Regions from separate parts of the Oryza sativa genome. Here region 1 is linked to region 2. Evidence: chromatin contacts called from public ChIA-PET data. All regions are on one chromosome and are shown on one strand. Each heading gives the region's core, a stretch centred on a gene start, on an enhancer-like site or on the middle of the called end of the contact. The rest is flanking DNA. Distances are from core to core; before and after follow the strand shown. Region 1 holds the start of LOC4342993 (protein ROOT INITIATION DEFECTIVE 3). Region 2 holds the start of LOC4342988 (glucose-6-phosphate 1-dehydrogenase 2, chloroplastic).

Region 1 (6,759 bases), core at 1,685-4,184, 130 kb after region 2:
CAGCAGAGGAGGTAGACGGTGGGCGGGGGAAGGGGCGGCGCCCCTGAAGCAGCCACACACCCTGTTGCCGGAGAAGGAAAAGGAGCAGGGACAGGAGATCTCCGCTTCTAGCGCCGCCTCCCGCTAGTCCACCTTCCGGTTCTCGACATCAGGCTGCTACACGGCGTGGGCGTCCACGGCAGCGACAGTGAGGGTGCGGGCAGAGAGCGCAACATGGCAGAGCGAGCAGAGGCATGCGCGTACGTGCCCACCCGCGCAGCAGAGAAGCATGGCGTCGATGGCGCCGCACTGTGCGCGGCGTGCCTCATCAGGAGGAAGAGGACAAACCGTCGCGGCCATGGAACCTCCGCACCCGCCGCTCCGCCACCGTGGCGCCCAATGCGTCGAAGCTGCGCCGGGGGGGGGGGGGGGGGGAAGGCGGCTGCGGCGGGAGGAGGACAGACGCTGCACCCGCATGCGTTGTCCCCGGTGATCGCGAGGAACAGGAGCTTCTCCGTTGCGCTCACCAGGGAGGAGATGGTCGTGGACTTCATCGCCATCCGTGGCATGGCGCCGCCTCGCCGGCCCAAGAAGCGCTCGCGCGCCGTGGTGGAGAAAGAGCAGGCAAGGGCAAACTTGTCCTTTTTAAATCTCTCTCCGCGTTTTTATCAAATATAATAAAATAATGTCTCGAGTGTTGAACAGCTAATTACCACATTTTTGCAGTCTGTCGACAAGAAGATACACGTTCTTTGGATATCTCACAGCAAATTGCACAAACTTTGAGTGTCCTGTAGCAAATTTTGCCTATGAATTTTGAGTGCAGTTACCCCTTTGCTTGCATGTTGAGGCTGCTTTCTTTAAAAAGATTAAAAACACAAAGTTGCAATAAAATTTGTATGCCAAAAAAATCATCCTATTTTTGCTTGAAACAAATTACTACTATATACTGTAGCATCTTTACTTCATTATTTTACTGTATGTATACATATATGAATCTATTTATCTGTATGAGCCTATGAAAACAACAAAACGAATAAAGGAATAAACAAAAAAGGAAAGGGAATGGGAAAGTGGCCACAACATCTTGGTGGCCTCTAGTGGAAACGCCGGCTGCTCGGTTTGTATCGACAGTCGCTAGCTCGCTGCCTCAGTTGGATTCGACGGCTGCTGTGTCACTGCCATCAAATCAGCAGCCCAACACCGGATCTGACAGACAAGTGCTAGTGGCCTCCGGCTCCAGGTAGAAGGGGAGAAGATGAGCTTGTTGAGGGTGGAGAAAAGCTCAGCGACGATGAGACGAACTTGGTGACAGAGGACAGCAGCAGAGGCATGTTGGAAGTTGGAGGTCCATCGTCACCCTCGTCATTGAGCCCATGCCTTGCTGCTCGAGCCGCCGCATTGGCCAGATCTGGCACCTGAGCAGTTGGGGCTGCCGTATTCGGCGTGTGCACGGTCGTAGACACCGAATCCAAACGAGAAAAGGAGCGGATGGGCTAGATGACGACGAGAAGAGGAGGGCAACGATGATGCGACTTGGGAGGTGAGGCAAGTCGATGCAAATGGGAGATGGGGTGAGGGATGCGCCCTGCTTGCACTGTCTGCACCCGCACGTGCTCGCTTGCATCCGCGGCCACATGAGCCAGACCTGGCTGAGAAGCGAAAGGTGAAAACCTGCATCTCTTAGGCCTGGCTCTTGGGGCCGAATTGCATCTGCTCATCCTCGATCGCGAGCACACCTAACCAAACAAGATATTCACTGCATCTCTCATGTGTCCGGGCAACCAAACACACCCTGTATGAACTACACGAGTTTCCCAAATATGTATGTTCTTCAGAAAATAGCATAGTTGCATCTCACTGAATGCCAAAATTCAAATGCCCAAACAGAACAGGCATCTCCAACATAACCACCACAGTACGACAAGACTGAATTATTGTACAATAAAGGTTATTTTTTTATGAAAACTAAACTGATGATTAAATAAAATTACTCAATATACCTAAACAACCATGGGTGTATAGGCTGTGGTTAGTTCCCTTCAAACTTCCAACTTTTCCGTCACATCAAATGTTTGAACACATGCATAGAGCATTAAATGTGTACGAAAAAAACCAATTACACAGTTTGCAGGTAAATTACGAGATGAATCTTTTGAGCATAATTACGCCATGATTTGACAATGTGGTGCTACAGTAAACATTTGCTAATGACAGATTAATTAGACTTAATAGATTCATCTCGCAATTTACAGGGAGAATATGTAATTTGTTTTGTTATTAGTCTACGTTTAATACTTCAAATGTGTGTCCGTATACGTCAAAAAAAATTGCCAAAACAACTAAACACGACCATAACCTTCCGAAACAGTACACAAAGTGCACAAAAAGCAGCAATGACAACTGTTTGTTCCCCAAAACTAGCGAGTGTTTTACCATAGAAGAAGAAATCAATAGCAAATGCTCTGACCTCCCAAAAGAATATGTCGCCAGAGATCCCACCGCCGATGAGGTAGCTCCCCTCCGGATCAGCGATGAGCGCGCGTATCGGCTCAACCGGGAAGCTCTTGACGGCCACCTGGGGCTGCAGGGGACCAACAAAGGACATGAAGCTCCGCCTCCGAGATAGGGTTTTGTGAGTTTAAAGGACCGTGGGTTAAGGTCGAGTGATTTACCTTGTCCCAGTGGTAGTAGTGGATGGGTGCTGAGTTGCCGGCGGGGGCCTGGGAGGCGGCGAGGAAGCGGCCGGCGACGACGGTGAGAGCGCGGGGGCGGGAGGCGCAGGTGCGGTGGCGGATGGCCTCGGCGCCCGTGCGGAGGTCCCACGCGGCAACGCCGGCGTCGGTGGAAGAGGCCGCGAGCACCAGCTGCTGCGGCGGCGCCATGGTGTGTTGGAGGGGACGGAAGACAGGGAGCGGCGGACGTGATGGCGCGGCCGCGTGGGAGAAGGCCCTGCAGGGGGAGCGCCTCCAAGGCGACCTACTTAGGGTTAGAGTATAGCTGTCAAATGGGCCGGACCAAGACCCGGCCGGGGCACGGCCGTACTCTAGGACTGGGCTGGCCGGCACGGCTACCACAACCCATGGGCCGGCACGACACGACCCAAGCACGAGACACGGCCCGGCTGACCCATACATTTTATTCTAACCAAAAAAAAAAAAGTCCGTGCGTTGCAACAGATGAAAGTTATTTTAATCTTATTATTGTTATACATTTTAGTTAAGGTGAAATCTATTGTAAGAACTCGTTTGGATATATATTTTTTTAAGAAAATCATGCGCTGCAATTAGGACTCTGATCGTTTCAAGGTAGCATGCAAGTTTTTTTTAAAGAGATTTCTTATGCGATTCCTTCTATATTTTAAAAACTAAACGAACTTAAAAACCGACTCTATATTTTTCTCAGAAAATCATGATCTGCAATTAGGAGTCCGGTCATTTCAAGTTAGCATGCGAGTTTTTTTAAAAGAGGTTTGTTATACGATTCTTTTTATATTTCCAAAAGCGAACGAACTTAAAAACCGACTTAAATACGGAACTGTATTTCCAAAAAGAACAAACTTGAAAACCAACTCATGCACGGATGACGTACCAAAGTACCGGCAAAAATATCTTCAATTTTTATATTTTATTCTTACTAGAAAAAATGCCCGTGCGTTGCAACAGGTGAAGTCTATTTTAATCTTATTATTGTTATATGGTTTAGTTAAGATGAAATTCACTGTGGGAGTTCGCTTGGATATATATATAGAAAATCATGAGCTGCAGTTAAGAGTCAGATCGTCTCAAGTTAGCATGTGAGTTTTTTTAAACAGATTTCTTATATGATTCCTTCTGTATTACCAAAAGTGAGCGATCTTAAAAACCGACTCAAATACGGATATGTATTTTCAAAAGCAAATAAACTTAAAAACCGACTCATACACGGATGACGTACAAAATACCGACAAAAACATCTTCAATTTTTATAATAGTTGAGATAGAGATAGAAAAGAGATATAGATTAAAACCAAAACATAAAATTAAAACCAACTCAAACATAGATGACGAACCGCAGAAATATCTTTAATTTTTATAACCGACTCAAACACGGATGATGGACCGCGGAAACATCTTCAATTTTTATAATAGTACAGACTAGGAAAATGTCCGTGCGTTGCAACGGGTAAAAACGTTTTTGATAGCTATACATTATACTCGTTTGGTTTTGGACCGAAAGCTCATTCATTCATTCCTTTCCAGCCCGATCCCGGTTCGCTACCTCACTACGCTCGGCCTTTCACTCTTCGGGCCAGCCCAAACGTGGAGTTGTAGGTCCAACTCGCACAACCCATTGTCGTCTTCAACCTTCGGAAGATAGTCCCTTCCTCGTACGATGTCGAGCTGATCCTCCCCATTAAATCTAGTCGAATCTTTCTCGATCTTCCAAAATTGGTTTAGGGTTTTTTATCTACTTGATTTCCTCTTTCCTTTTTTTTTATCAAAATCGGACCGCAAAACTCGGATAAAAATGGCGATGGATAGATGGAGATTAAATCCATTCAATTAAAGCCTTGGAAAGGAAGATCAAGCGGAAAATGATGAGGTAGCAGCGGGGAATCGATTTTTCAGTCTGAATCGGCTGAAGATGATCGGATCAAGGACAGCCGATACAGCCGATGGGGTTGATACAGCCGATTCCAGTGGCGATGGCTTTGGGGCTGTTTCTAGAATCTATCAACATGCTTCACAAGGATTGCCACGATGGAGATAAAGCTCTCGGAAAGGCAATTGTATCTATTAATTAGGATATTTTTATAATTTCCTTAGAGATATGTTTGGGCAAAAGTCTGCCGCAAAGAGTTATGGTATCTTAGAATTTGTTAGATATAAGAGTCGTGTCCGGCAAGGACATATTTTGTAATCTCGGGTATAAATAGGACCCGAACCCATGTAATCAATTAACACACGTTCAATAACAATTTCGGCGCATCGCCACCCTGTTTACTTTCGTTCTATTTCGACGAGTTCTTACTTTCGGATTGAGCTGCATCGATTCGATCTTCAACTAGATGTAAACTTATCATGGCGGCTTGCGTTCTCAGGATTAGTGCTTCCATCTTTATGACACTCTAATCATGTTTATGTAATTCGTCGAGTTATCATATACACGTTACAGTCTTTGTTAGTTGCGTTATATAACTTGTTATCGGGTAGTTCTTATTGTCAGGAAGTGACCGATAGTGTTATGTTTGGTTATTAAGTTAGATTATATCGTGTATCCACCATCACTTAGAGGTTTTCATCATCTTGTTTAGATCCCACGATTATCTTTATGCTTAATGCTGCATCAGTTGAGTTCAATCTGTTGAGTTTTACTTATAATTGTGATATCTGGCTTGTTTTATGATTATCGAGAGAGATAGTATCGGGGTTTCAACCGATCTTACTTGATTTAGCTACTTTATATCTCATATGCTTAATTAATATGCTAGATATGCCCTTTATATTAAGATCTTATTGCATTAAGTTATATTAGGCTTCTTGTTTCAATATTCTGTTTGTCTTGATATTTTAATATAGAGTGGTATCGGAGTATTAGCCGATACATGCTAGATCTATTTGATCAGCTATGCTATAAACATCTATATAATCAGTACTTTACTTTATATTTCGACTTAAGTGATTTATACTATCTCGGCATGGCGACCAATTTATCCCAATCATTTAGTTTAAATATGTATTGAAGTAAGGATTATATGTTGTCAATATCTATAGCCGATCGAGTAGATTTAGTCTTATCTTATTTACTCATGACTACCGATCGATTCAAATATGACATCGGCTTGAAGATAAATGATATGTCATCGGCGACTAGTCGATCGGTTATCGTTTATGGATTTAACCGTTGTTTTTCTTGTCTTTCTTTCTTGCTGATTGTAGGATCAAATCAATTGGCACGTTCACGAACCTAAAGGCAAGATTTTGGACCTGCACTGAAGTTAAGTAGATCTTCCAGGCCAGTGTGTGTTTTTCACATCAACACGCTTTTGGCACGCCCAGTGGGACCGAGTTGCGACAACTTTTTCTCATGGCAGAAAAACAATCACCGGCATCGACAGGCAAGGCTCCAAACCCTCCATGGTCCAAGCCTCCAAATCCTCCGGGGACCAAGCATCCAAAACCTCCAAGGACTACTCAACCATCATCTGAAGTCGAGACTGCGAACATTGTCCCATATAGATAAGTTATCACCAGAACAGAAGAAGCAGTTTGAGCAAGTGATGAAGAGCGCTCAGGAGCAATTCATGAACTCATTCAATGAAATCCGCCAGGGAACAGTCATTCAGAAGTATAAGGTGAAGGTGGTTGCTGCCGATGAACCTGGAACAAGCTCATCCCAAGGTGATAACACCAAGGGGACAAAAAGTGCTGCGGATGGCTCAGGTAATAAAGGTGAGGGACTTCAAGATGGTACAGTCGAGGATGTTGATGAAGATGATGATGAGGAGCAAGAGGAGCCTTTGAGGTGCAACAATTTCCAAGACCAGGTTGACTATGCTGTTCAACATGCCTTGATCAACCAATCAGGGGTGCTTGTCAATACTTTAACAAATATGATTAAATCTGTGGTTGATGGCACGATAGCTGAGCATCAAAACACTTGGCCAGTCTTTCTACCAGGTGGCGTCTTCCCACCATACAGGAATTTGGTGACAGGCAACCAGCAACATACTACCAATGCACCATCGGTTTAGCCGATGGCAGCGGTTTCGTCTCCAGCACCAGTTGCACCATTCTC
Region 2 (6,539 bases), core at 2,382-4,881:
CCTCTGAGAATATCAGCTGCACATTCCTTATATACTGCCTTGACCATAGAGGTTCAAAAACAAGATTTGAGAAGCGAAGGACAGACAGGTTCTCCACTAGTTCCTTTCCCAAGTAGTGGTCAATCCTGCATAACAAGTTGAAAGGAACATAACAAGCATAATTATCTCTGTGAAATGAATAATCATGAACCTAGATTTATATGTTAATTTAGAATATATATTCTGATGAACACAATCTCAAATACTAGAAGCATGTACCACCTGAAGATTTGGTCCTCTACCAGGTACTGCTTCAGACCCCTTGTTAATGCAGAAGATGAATCTGAGTCACGACCAAAAGGTTTCTCAACAATTACCCTTGTCCAACCATTCCCAGATGATGCTGATTTGCTTGCACATTTTACAACATCAAGGAATATATTTGGTGGTATTGACAAGTAGAAAAGACGGTTAGAAACTCTGGAACCCTGCAGATGAAGTACAAGAATACATTCAGATTGTCAAATTTAAAATGGCCATGGGCATGCATGAATTTAAGCTCTTCTTGGCATAGAGGCAGATCACTATAGTCTGGATTGGAGCAACTGCATTTAGCAATTATGGTGTTTCGCTAATTGCTTTTCTTCTAACCCAGGTTGTAAAAAGAAACTATTCTGCTTCAAAAGGCAACCCACAAAATAATGGTTGGATAGCTGAATTTGTCTAATCTTATATTTCTCAAATACTTCCTCCGTTTCACAATGTAAGTCATTCTAGCATTTCCCACATTCATATTGATGTTAATGAATCAATATAGATATATATGTCTAGATTCATTAACATCAATATGAATGTGAGAAATGGTAGAATGACTTACATTGTGAAACGGAGGGAGTAAGCTACACTATTATGCACAGATGCTTTTCCGCAGCAACTTAAAGAATAAGCACAAGAAAGCAATTTCTGCTTTTCAGAAGTGGAGAGTAACCCACAAATGCTTTTCTGATTTAGATGCTAGCTAAGTGGATCCTGTTTTGCAATGTTTCTCTCTGCATTCAATGTGTCAAAAATTTGCTGGTGCTTTCTCAATGGACTAGTGTATTTACAGTCTAGGGATAATACATCTTTAGATATTAATGCTCATTAAAAAAAGTAGTAAGATTATGTAACTGAAAAGCAGGATCTATGAAGAATTTATCCAAACAAAAATAAATAATGTTACCATATGATTTTTTTTCTTAGAAGCACGATTAATGACTCATTCTTGTTTTAACATGAAGTGCATATACAAACCTCATGTTGTTTCAGCTTCTTGTCAAGGTCCATGAAATGCTCCTCTGAATCATATTGGCCTGAATGATAGAAGCATCTCTTTAAAAACTCTTCCATCTTCTCATTACAGTTTTCCCTGGAAAGAAAGAATAGTTTCAAGCATCACTGATGAAAATGTATGCACAAAGGCTCCATTTACCTAAGGATGTTAAGAATTATGGTTAATAAGTCCAGCCTAGTTAAGCACCTTTTATCTATTCTGCATGTCAGTGTTTTGCTGACCATGTTTCTCAATTCAGCATCTGTCATCTTGCTGCGTGCATATCCGAAGATAGTGAAATGCTAAGAAAGAAAAATACTCTCCCTTAGATTTAACAAGAGTAGCTGAAATGATATCATAAGTTTGGAGCATATTTACACAAACCTTTGGAAGACAATCTTCATAGTATAGAGCAAAAAGTGCAGGAAATATCTTCTTCTTGGCAAGGTCACCAGATGCTCCGACTACAGTGATACTAACAGTGGAGTCATCATTTTCTGATAGAGGGCTCAAGTCTTCAAAATCATCTAAAATGATTTCTGAAGGTGAGCCATTTTCCACCTTTGATTGGGAAGCACTTCTGGCAGCCTTCTCCAGACCAGCATCCTTGGCACCTTGCACTATTGATAGGTATAAGATAAGTAAAGAGTGACTATGTGATAGCTATTTGACGAACTTCATCACATGAAATACCCACTATGTGCTGGAAGTTTCAGATGAATTTTCACGTGCAGTATTAATGTTCATGCATGAGCTTTGCTTGAACGGTACTGTAGCAGAACAGTTTCAGCCTTAAGATAAGATCGCACAATTATCACCCCCCATTAATTTAGGGATTAATAAGGATCAAATCATCATATCTGTAGGATGGGATTGTATCTACATTCGTTAAACAAGCAAAAGAGGAATAAACATAGTCCTTAAAGTCCTTCTATTCTAAATATGTTCCTCCCAGACTGATGCTCTCCTTCACCTAGTGCAGTTCTACTTCAAGTCACCTTACAGTAATCTAACATTCATCCAACTGCTGCTTCACAAATCACAACCCATAGCATGCAGAAAGGGTTACGATCCCCAGAAGATCACTGACTTCAAAATACAACTACCTAGGGTTCTCAACCTTCAATGGCAATTCTTCAAGGAGAGATGAGCCGAGCAGTGGCGGTGGAGTTGTGAATATATAAACCTTTTTTTTCTGAATGAACAATGATGTCATCTTGTTAAAAAAAACGAGTAAATTTCAGAAAACTGCAACTATAGTGATAAAACTATCAGTATGCTACAACGTTAACGACCTATTTCAGTTTGCTGCAACAATGGCGTGGTAAATTATCACAAAACTGCAACTTTTACATGGCCCAAGCTTACTATTGTCACCTACATGTCCTGTAGTAGCATACCACATAAAAGTAGCAGTTTTCCCACTGAAATATATTGCTAATGTTGCAGCAAACTGATAGTTTTGTCACTATAGTTGCAGTTTTCTGAAATTTATGATGCCACGAGACAGACACTTAAAACATTGCATATATGAATTCAGCAACTAATGCACTATGCTCATAATGTTGTGTTCTGGAAAACATTTCAAGAATTGGTGGAAATAAACCTTAAACATATCAGAAAAAAGGAATTAACTACTTGAAATGGTATCACACAGACCTATCTCATCACATATGGCGTTTCTTTTTACAAGAATTACTGCATGACCACTAGTTACGGCTCTAAAATAAGATAACGGCCGCAATTTGGCAGCAACAAGGCTTGTTTCCGCATAGCCAATTAGCCATTACATTTGCATCTGGCACTGCGAGGAGATGAATATCATCATAGAAACTGATGCGATACGGCGGATAGGATGCGATGCGGCGGATAGGGATACAAGGCAAACGAATCAGCAAGTCAGCCCACGCAGGATGCGAGGAGCAACCCAAAAGGGGGCGGGTGTCCCCTCGATTTTCAAAAACGACAGACGAAGGGTCAAAGGCGGAGACGAGCAAATGAACTAAGAAGCAGGAAGGAAGGGAAAAGGAAAGGGGACCCGACCTCCCGTAGTGGTGACGGCGGCGACGCGCCACCCGAGCGCGGCCGCTCTACGGAGGCCGCATCTGGCGAAGGAGAGCGCCGCCGGCGGAGCCGCCGATGCCAATCCTCGTCGTACGGCGCCGGCGGCCGGGGAGCACCTCATGCAGGAGAGCGCCATGCCTGTATGCCTTCCTCCTGGAGGAAGGAAGAGCGGATGCAAGCCGGCAGGAGGAGGAGGAGGATGGAGGCGAAGGCGAGTGGGGAGGAGGGGAGACGGGTGGATTTTATCGGGGATATCGACGAAAGTCTAGCCGCCAACAGGACAAGAAGAAGAGGGAGGGGGCTCTTGAGATCGCCGAGGGACAAGGCTGGGATTACGTGGAATAACAATAATATTAACCGCGGGACGGGAGCGAGCGTCGTAGTTTGTGGGGTGCGGTGGCTGCTGGGCCGATCGGGGGCGGGGGTCAAAAGCGCACGGTATATTGTGTGGCCTTTTCGCACCGCTGGGCAGCCGCGGTTGGCTTTGCTCGGCTGACCCTGACGAGCTGTGTGCTTGCTCTTGTGGTCGTCGTGGCCATATTAGCACTCTGATGCAGTCGGCTTCCCTCCAGTTCCAGTTGGAATTCAATCGGCACGTGGAGTGGAGATGGAATGATGGATGATGAATATTGATGATGATGATGGGTGTTGGCCTCTTGGTTTCGCTAGACTAATTGTTGGGTCTGCCACCGTGACTGCCGTCGAGCTGCCAAATTGCTATCAACGTTTCTGTTAGTTTGTTGTTTTTTCTTTCTTACAAGTTTTTAGTTCGATAACCTCGGAAAAAAAAGTGAGAGCCCGGAACAGTGGATTCTGAAAAAAAAATTATGAAAACCAACTAGAATTTTTCTATAGTCCAGTAGTTTGTTTTCAAGGAATGATTATAACTCCGTATGATTCCCTCCCCCACGTCATTCCTAGGGCAGGGGCGACCCCTCCACCCCCGCCTCTACGCTACCTCCTCCTCCTCCCGCCTCACCACTGCTCGAGTAGCGGCCAAAAACCGTGTAGCTGTAAGGACCCGATTTTTTTATTCTTAATAATTAATAATCCTTGAATTAAATATTTAATAAATCATATGTTGATTTTACAAAAGTAGGATGGACGTTGCGTCCAGATGTGGACATACTTGTCAATAGCGTCCGCCTGTGGACGCTGTTCCAAACGGCGTCCAATCTGATACTCTGCTGACTACTGTTCCACTGTTCTAGTATGAAAGGGAAGTAAACAGCGATAAAAATAAAATTGATCTTATCCGGCGTTCCCGCCCGCAATCTCTTTGCGCAGCAGGCAATCGGACCCAATGTCGTGGCGGGGTTAGGTCGAGGTGCCGCTGCCACCGCCCTCCTCGATCTGGGAGGCTGCAGACGCCCTCCACCTCATCTCCCAGGAGGCGGCCACCGTCTGTGGTCCTCCTCCCCGACTGTTGCGACTTATGTCCATCCCGACGCTGTAGCAGTTCGTTTTCACGCTGTCCATCCTGACGCTGTAGCAGTTCGTCTTCACGCTTTGAGGTTGTTGCCGCCGTCTGTTGGCCGAGCCCGCTGTCCCTCACCAAGTCACCATGGCGGTTCCCATTTGTTTCTTTTTCTGCCAGTGTCCTTTTCTAATCCGACTCCTTCAGTTTATTTTTTTTTTACTGAAGCTTCCATTACTGAGTAGTTCAGATTCATAGGCGCTAAGTTTATGTAGGGGTAATTTCAATTAACAGTTAACATTACCGCCCATAAAATTCATGAATAACAGCTGCATCGAATCATTGATGGATCTCGCTGTCCATCTCTTGTTTTGTTATTAGTCGGGAGTAGTAAGCAATTTTTACAACTACTACTGCAAAACTGGGCCATGATAAATAAATTTTAGATGCTACTCAAAACGACACTCTCCAAATATAATGTAATCCTCACATGAAGAATCTTGGTAGCCGTTTAAGAAAAAAGTTCAGGATGTGGACGCCGTTCCAAACAACGTCCCAACCTAGACGTGGAGCGCAACAGCATCCAAGCCTGGACGCTACAACCAATAGCGTCCTTCTTATTTTGATAAATCCCAGCTTCCAATTACTGATTATTTAATTTAGATATAATTAATTATTACAAATAAAAAATTGGTGTAAGGACAGCGGCGGTGGGGCCTTCCCCCTTCTCCATGGAGGCCTCGGAGGTTGGAGCCCACGACCAATCCCAGGGCGGCGACGGCTACGATGGTGGTGGGCTGGAGCTAGCGTGCCCTCGCCGAGCTCTAGCCATCGGCGGCAAGGCGAGGGTGCCTAGCGCAGATCTGGCGAGGAGGGGCGATCGCGATGACCCTGGTGGCGGGCTAGACCTAACGCCGGAGAATGAGGTTAGTTGCCACAGATTCAGGCCTCCATGCTATCGCCGCCTAGGACTGTGTGTAGAGAAGCCTGGTAGGGCGACGACGGCGACTCCCGTGGAGCCAAAGGGAAGGATGCAGATGGATCTGGCGCCTCTCTGCCAGATCCGGCCGAAGAGCGGCCACGCGGGTCGGTGGGGCAGCGCGAAGATGGTGTGGTGGCTTGGTGGGGCGCGGCTTTCGAGTCCTACAATGACGACTCGGTGTCCAACGACATCGAAAATGAGTGTGGCCAACGACATTGATGACAAGGAGGGACACCCTCACACGGGGTGCCTAGTGGCTAGTTGCCTTGCAACAAGGCTGTTAATGGCATGGATCATAGGTGGTGGTGTCGTGTAGAGGTGAGAGGCTGGCTGCGGGAGCGTTGATGTTGCGGAGGTTCCGGCGGAGGGGCGTTGGCACAATGGCTGTAGAAGTCGGAGGCCCCAAAGGGCCTTCCCCACAATCGAAGGAAGTGTAGTGGAGTTCACGTGTTGGCGAAGGTTGTTTGGTGGGGAGTGCTAGGGTTGCGGCATTGGGGAGGGATGGGAGGCTCCGAACAGCTAGGAGGTCATCTTTCTTGTTGGCAATAACTGTGCCTTTGGGCGTCACATCCCCCCTTGGGGGCTTTGTCGTGAAACCTCCCTTCTTCCTCTCCCTAGCAGGACGCTCCTGTTGAAAACCAGGTCCAATCCCTTGGACGGGTGGTGGTGGCGCTCCTAGCATCGTGACCTCCCTAGAGGCGTTGTCTAGGAGGTCATGTTTCTATCTCTTCTCAGCTTCATTTTGTTAGACGTTCGGTGACCCTCTTGGAAGTCACCTTCAGGGT

What was found. ChIA-PET counts read pairs in DNA pulled down with a chosen protein or histone mark.
Region 1: a contact with region 2 is called in an H3K27ac ChIA-PET map of leaf, with 9 times the contacts expected there. The contact joins the promoter of LOC4342993 here to the promoter of LOC4342988 in region 2. A contact is called at or near these places in 1 of 15 Hi-C or Micro-C datasets (leaf) and 1 of 4 datasets of contacts at active chromatin or transcription factors (leaf).

Annotation. Positions count from the first base shown.
Region 1 is chr7:12,836,293-12,843,051 of ASM3414082v1, forward strand. It overlaps LOC4342993 (protein ROOT INITIATION DEFECTIVE 3), which reads right to left and starts at 2,935. Exons shown (of 9, transcript XM_015792263.3): 1 at 2,655-2,935; 2 at 2,450-2,563. The coding sequence starts at 2,864.
Region 2 is chr7:12,701,336-12,707,874 of ASM3414082v1, forward strand. LOC4342988 (glucose-6-phosphate 1-dehydrogenase 2, chloroplastic) reads right to left here and starts at 3,632. Exons shown (of 10, transcript XM_015791602.3): 1 at 3,335-3,632; 2 at 1,676-1,911; 3 at 1,499-1,593; 4 at 1,273-1,387; 5 at 262-467; 6 at 1-125. The coding sequence starts at 3,491.